Linked DNA regions of Mus musculus: region 1 is linked to region 2. The links are chromatin contacts, called in public promoter capture Hi-C maps. All regions are on one chromosome and are shown on one strand. The core of a region is the stretch at or near the end of the contact, and the rest is flanking DNA. Distances in the headings are between cores, read along the strand shown. Region 1 has its middle 8.6 kb from the start of Gm30537. Region 2 holds the start of 1700010B08Rik (RIKEN cDNA 1700010B08 gene).

The links. Promoter capture Hi-C pulls out the DNA fragments that hold promoters and counts their contacts.
Region 1: a promoter capture Hi-C map of the HPC-7 cell line shows a contact between it and region 2, with 3 times the contacts expected there. The contact joins the enhancer-like site here to the promoter of 1700010B08Rik in region 2. A contact is called at or near these places in 6 of 39 promoter capture datasets (the HPC-7 cell line, cranial neural crest, embryonic stem cells and 3 more) and 1 of 115 datasets of contacts at active chromatin or transcription factors (astrocytes).

The regions. Positions count from the first base shown.
Region 1 is chr2:174,870,184-174,873,263 of GRCm38.p6, forward strand. No RefSeq gene overlaps it. Among named protein-coding and RNA genes, the nearest start is that of Gm30537, 8.6 kb to the right of the region's middle. Within about 2 kb of position 1,693, at least 44 of the 459 cell types and tissues checked have an H3K27ac peak or open chromatin away from gene starts, as enhancers often do. A contact at or near this core is called in the HPC-7 cell line, where this site is marked.
Region 2 is chr2:173,717,642-173,720,813 of GRCm38.p6, forward strand. 1700010B08Rik (RIKEN cDNA 1700010B08 gene) reads left to right here and starts at 1,774. Exons shown (of 3, transcript NM_029308.1): 1 at 1,774-2,277; 2 at 2,543-2,634. The coding sequence starts at 2,259.

The sequences.
Region 1 (3,080 bases), core at 443-2,942, 1.2 Mb after region 2:
GGCTCAAACAGCCCAGGATGCTGTAGGGCCACTAGCCAGTGCTCTAGCTGGTCAGTTAAGAAAAGCTGCTGTGGGGGTGGGGTAGCACTGGGCCAGCAGACAAGGGGACCACTGCTACAAATGCTCAGAAGTTGGGGACACTCCATCAGAGAGAGAGAGCAACAACAAACCTTGTATCTCAAGAGAGAAAGAGCAGGGGACAGAAGATTCGGGTGGGAGGGTCCGTGCCAGGGCTCAGAGGCCTGCAGGGTCAAAGACAATGCTGAACTGGAGGCCAATCAGGAATCCATTTTCAAAAGAGCACCCCCTGCTGGTGGAGAATGGTCTGTGAGGAAGGGAGAAAGAAGGGAAAAGAGAGGGAGGGAAGGGCATGGCGGTGGCTTATTCTGAGGTAGGGGACAGGCAAGAAGGGACAAATGCATTCCTGGAGAAGGGCTGGCCTTTTCGCAGCCTCTTCTGCCCTTACCATGGTGCACGTTTTCCAATTTAAATTTGAGCTAAATTAAACTAATTTCGCTTCATGGAACCTCAGAATTAACGGATGGTCCAATGACCTCAAAAGAGCTGAAGTGCAAGAATACAAGTCCTCGCGCGCGCGGTGGGATAATGGAAAATGTTTATGGGTTCTGACCTGCTCAGCCACCGCTGGGTTTGTGAAATTAGCACATTTGGGTACCAGTGTGTATTTCTCCTCCTCCAAACAAAACAAGAACAACAGATAGGGGTGTGTGCCCCTGGCTCCCATGGGCACCCTGGCACTGTGTTTGCAGGTGTCAGCACCTGCTTCTGAGTTATCTGCACCTCTCATCTGCCCCTCTCTGGCAAGGCAGCTCCCAAGGGAAAGCACGGCCTTAATTAAATTATCGAGAATTATTTTAAGTTTCATGTTCTCCCTCATGTTACTAAAAAGTGTTTGCTGTCATAATGAAGACCGCATGTGCCCTGGATCTAATTATTAAACCGTTAGATTGTTTCATAATTCCTATTAGCTGCTTTGGTGAGAAAAGGCAGATGTATTCTTTCTTTCTCGCTTTGACATTTATTTTCTGTCAATGTGGTTTGTCTCCGCCTGAAGGAGCTGAGCACGTATAGTGGTCTTAGTGGGGGCTGGAGGCTTGCTGGCTGGAGCTGGGCACTGGCACCCCCACCGTCCATTGGCTCCCCACCCCCACCCCGTGTCGGCCTGGGGTAGGAACCCAGGCTAAGTTCCTCAAAACTGTGTTTCATTCTGTACCAGAGTGACTGACTGGCCTTATTGCTGGGGCACACCCACCGGTCCCTTGGGACCTCGTGCCAGGCCTGCCTACTTTCCTTAACGCCTCTAAATGTCTAGTCTATAAAAGATCAACATAAAACAGCCCAAGTAGAATAAGTAGATGTTTGATTACATTCTAGAAGGTTCTATTACTTCAACTAGGAAGCTTCGAGGCACTCCCTCGTCATAAAGTTTAAGTCATCACAGCTAACTAAGCAAAACAGATGTGTCTCCAAATGCAAGCTAAAACATTATAAGAAAACAGAGGACAAATTACAGTAATTTGTGGTGCCTGTGGATGTGTGTGTAAAATCACGAATAATTGGAAGCAAGATTAGTGAAGTCTTTTCAGAATGTTCTACCATGAAATATGTTCTGGAGCGGGGTGTGTGTGTGTGTGTGTGTGTGTGTGTGTGTGTGTGTGTGTGTGCCAGCTTTGGGGTTTGCAGTTGCCAAGATCTCAAGGCCCTAAACACTGGTCCTAGGGTGAGGCTCCCATGCTGACCGCTTCAGTAATCCCCCTAGGGAAGAGATCATCTGCTGTGTGCCCCCCCCCAAAAGCAGGGCTTGTTAGGCCCTAGGCCCAACTGTAATTTGATTTTTGTTCCCCTGAGACAGCGCTGATTAGGGCCGTCAATTAACTGAATCAGTTCCAGGAAAAGCTGGAGTTGCAGGCAGCCTGGTGTGCTTCAAGATACTGGAAGGGTATGTGGGCTACAGCTGCAGGAATGCTAGGAGCCTGTCATCTAGGGCTGACCTTAGGCTGCAAACAGACAACAGCTTTGTTCTTTCCTGAGACCTCATTGCTGAGAGCTGTGGCCCTCATTCACTCCAGTGCTGGATACTCAGAGAGAATGGAAGGAGGCCGTCAGGTGAGGTGGAGGTGCTGGCAGCGTTGGTGGCTGCAGACTGCCTGCGATTGTTAGAACCATCTCCTGGTGCTCATTCTTAGCATGGACATGCCAGCCAAATCCTCCCCTGCATGCCGGAGGGCTCCAGGGTTAGGCATGGCCATGTTATTCTGCGTCTGGGTCCTGAGGCTGCCAGCAGCACCTTGGTTTCTGCATCCCAACACATGGAGCTGATCACCCCCAAGCAGATGCTGCATTCAGAGGCCTCGAAACCTCATCGTGAACCATTTGGGAGAAACCCAAAGACTTCCCCTCCTGGAAAGGCAACTCTGGCCAAGAGTAATGTCAGCGGCCCTTCTCAGGAGGACCCCAAAGTTGCACGCGGTACTTTCTCAAAAGCTGGAGGCCAACTCAAGGAAGCCTAAGTTAGAAGTTCAGTGAGCACAGACCAGCGTGCCATGCTCGAGTCAATCCCCAGGCTACAGAAAGACAGACACCCTCACAGGCCCTTGAAAGGCAAGAGATGGCTCAATAAGTGGGTTAATTTGCATTTAATACAAGTACAAATTGCAGCAACCTCCAACCATAGCAACGAGCAATTACATTAGGCTGAAATTAAATGGGGGAGGGGGTTAGGGAATACAACAAGTCCCTTCTTGGCTTTGAGAACAGTGGGAGAATGAATGACCCTGTGACTTCATGGACAAGTACAGAACTCCTTGCTTGAAAGAACACACTCTTTAAAAAAAAAAAAAACACACACACCTATTTGTTTATTTTATACACAAACACACACACCTGGGTATGTGTACCCCATGTGCATTCAGCAGCCTGTGAAGGCCAGGAGAGAGCAACAGAGTCTCTGGAACTGAGCTAACAGAGCATGATATGAGCCACTGTGTGGGTGCTGGGAATCAAATCTTGAGTCTTGTACCGGAACAGCCAGTGCTCTTAGCCACTGAGCTGTCTCTCCT
Region 2 (3,172 bases), core at 524-3,023:
ACGGCACAGCAATCCTGGCCTTGTTGCAACCATGCCAGAAACAGAAGGAGCTCTGCTCCCCTTCTTATTTCTACTCCATGACCCCAGCCCAGGGAACTGTGCTATTCACGTTCAGAACAGGTCTCCCTTGTCAACTCACCCGGTCAGACACCCCACCATGGACTCGTTCACGGGTTTCTCATCTCCTAGGTCATTATAGATCCTGCCATGCTGATAATTTAACCATTGCACAGGGTAAAAACCGGAAGCTTCTATAGCACACGTTGCCTAGCCTCTAGGGTCCTCATGACTGTAAATGTGCAAGTTAACAACTAGATTCTTGCCAAGAAAACCCACGTGTCCGTTAACATGTGGAATGTGCCAGGAGCGGAGAAGGCTTTCTGAATCCAGTAGAGGAAACTGATCAGAAAGTGAAGGGAGCCAAAGAGAAAGAAAGGTGCCTGGGGTCAGGCGAAGCTTCGACCCTCTACACAGAAAAACAAATGGAGAAGCGGGAGGAGGGAGCCTGTGTTGTGTATTCAGGACAAGGTGTAGAGAAATTGAAGGCCTAGGAATGATGTGTGGTTCAACCACCCTCAGGTGCTGTAGCCACCTATGCCACACTAACTGGGTTCCTGAGTGGAAGGCAGGAGCTGTAATGGAAGAGACCGACGAAAGAAATAATGGAGGCCAAGACACGTTTCTGTTCAAGGCCCCTGAAGTTTACTGAGAGTCCGTGCTTATAAAGAAGATAGGTCCATTCCCTGCCAGTCCATTCTTGGTGCCTGGAGCCAGCCCGTAGGTGATCTACAGAGTGTGTCTCTGGAACGTCTCATGGACCTTTCAGCAGGAAGCAGAGTCTTGGAGAAGAGCAAATAGAGCCATCAAGGTCAGAAGGTAGCAAGGTCAAAGTCTGGATCAGCCTGCTTCAGGGCTGAGGGAGGCTACAAGGTGCTCATTCTCAACTGACCCCGGGAGCTAAGCTCAGCCGGAACAGGTTAGAACTTTGAAGATAACATCTATGTACAGATATGTGGGTATGCGTGCACATGCTATATACATGGATGTAAATAAAGGCCAGAGAGCAACCTTGAATATTGTCACTCCTCAGGCGCTGTCCACCTTGAGTTTTAGACAGAGAGAGCCTTTTACTGGCAGCTGGGATTCACCTATTAGGCTGCTCTGTCTAGGGATCTGCTTGTCTCTATCCCCCCAGCACGTACCATCGTGCCAGGCTTCTTTACATGGGCTCTGGCGATCAAACCCAGCTCCTCATGCTTGCACAGTCAGGACTTTTCTTACTGAACCATCTCCCCAGCCCTCTCCGATGGGCTGGTTAGCTATGTGGACAAGACTGGGACGCATGCAGCTCAGTGGTAGAGCTTACGTTTAGCATGCGTGCAAGAGGACTTGAGGTCGATCATCTCCATCATACACAACAATAAAGAGGGGAGAGGAAAGGACAGGAAAGGGAAGGTCTTGCGCGCACCCGACTGGCCAGGAAGAAAGACGCTGCAACAGGATCCTTCCGCACACGTTTATTGGGAGAGCTTGATTGCAGAGGCGAAGAGACCCCAAGCCCAGAACTGGTGCTGCTTATATAGGCCTAGGAGAGGCGTTCTCTCTCATCTGATTGGTTAACTTGTCTCTCATCTGATTGGTTAACTTGTCTCTCATCTGATTGGTTAACTTGTCTCTCATCTGATTGGTTAACTTTGGTCAATTCTCAAAACCTCATCTTGGCAAAAGAACCTTTACTGCCTATGTATGTGTGGTGGCCAGCAGTAGCCAACTGCCACTCTGCAACTGCCACTCTGCAACGGCTTCCCACAGGAAGGGGAGCGGGGTCAGAGAAAGGTCAAATCATTGAGACTACAACCAGCTGGACCTTGGAGAATAACAGGAGCCTTTGTTCCCACCTGGGCTGTCCTCAGCATCCTGGCCTCCTCATCTGTGACACAGCAAGGGTGCAATTGGAACACAAGGCTTCCTGCGTTGTCTGACCCAGAGGACACTCCAGACATACAGCTTAGCTTCCACGACTCAGTTACAGGGGTGCCTTGTGGGGATGTCCAAGTCTCTCCGTTTCACCCACTGTGGTTCCTACCTCTGTAAGATGGAAGCATGTGTGGTGGCGATGCTTGTGAGAGTTCCCAGAGCTGATAGCTGAGGCAGGCAGTACAATCGCTCCTCAGAAAAGTCCACTCTGAACCCCGTACCTGTGACTGCAGCACCTTGTGTGGGAGACGTGGCCATTCAGGATCTTGAGGTATAGGAAGATGGCCCAGAATCATACAGGTGAGTCCTTAAAAGGAGATGGCAGGGTTGGGAGTCGACTCAGTAAAGTGTTTGCCTTGCAAATCGTAAGAGCTGAGTTTGTGTATTGTGGTGGTTTGAGTGAAAACGTCTCTCATAGGCTCATAGGGAGTGGCACTATTAGGAAGAATGGCCTTGTTGGAGTGTGGTCTTATTAGAGATGTGTCACTGGGGTGGGCTTTGAGGTTTCAGAAGCTCAAGCCAGACTTAGTGGGTCACTGCCTCTTCCTACTGCCTGCCTGTCCAGATGTTGAACTCTCAGCTCCTTCTCCAGAACCATGTCTGCCTGCATGCCATCATGTTTCCCGCCATGATGAAAATGGACTGAACCTCCAAACTGTAAGCCAGCCCCAATTAAATGTTTTCTTTTATAAGAGTGGCCATTACCCTGGTATCTCTTCACAGTAATGGAAACCCTAAGATGGTTTCTAAAACACACATTAAAGGGGGTGGGATTTGCAAAGGACAGTGGGAGAATAAAAACATGTATCTCCCTGGGGTTCACAGAGCAGCCAGCCTTGTCTACTTCAGCAAGGAAGGTCTTACTGGAAAGCCTACACACACATACACAAACATACATTCTGTACTTGTGTGTGTGAGCACACATGAACATGCATGTATGTGTCAGAGAGAGAGAGAGAGAGAGAGAGAGAGAGAGATACTGATAGAACAGAAGGAGGCAGCAGAGCTGGGCAGGTTCCTCCTGCAGGAGGCACACTGGCCCTGAAGGCAATATTGGGATACATAGTAGCCAAGGTAAGGCCACGTGCATGCAGCAGATGTCTCGTAGCTGGCTCTGCAATGTATCCTTCCCATTCTGAACTTTATACTCCTGTAGCACACGCCTGCCATCCAGCACTACAGAGGCAAAGTTAGG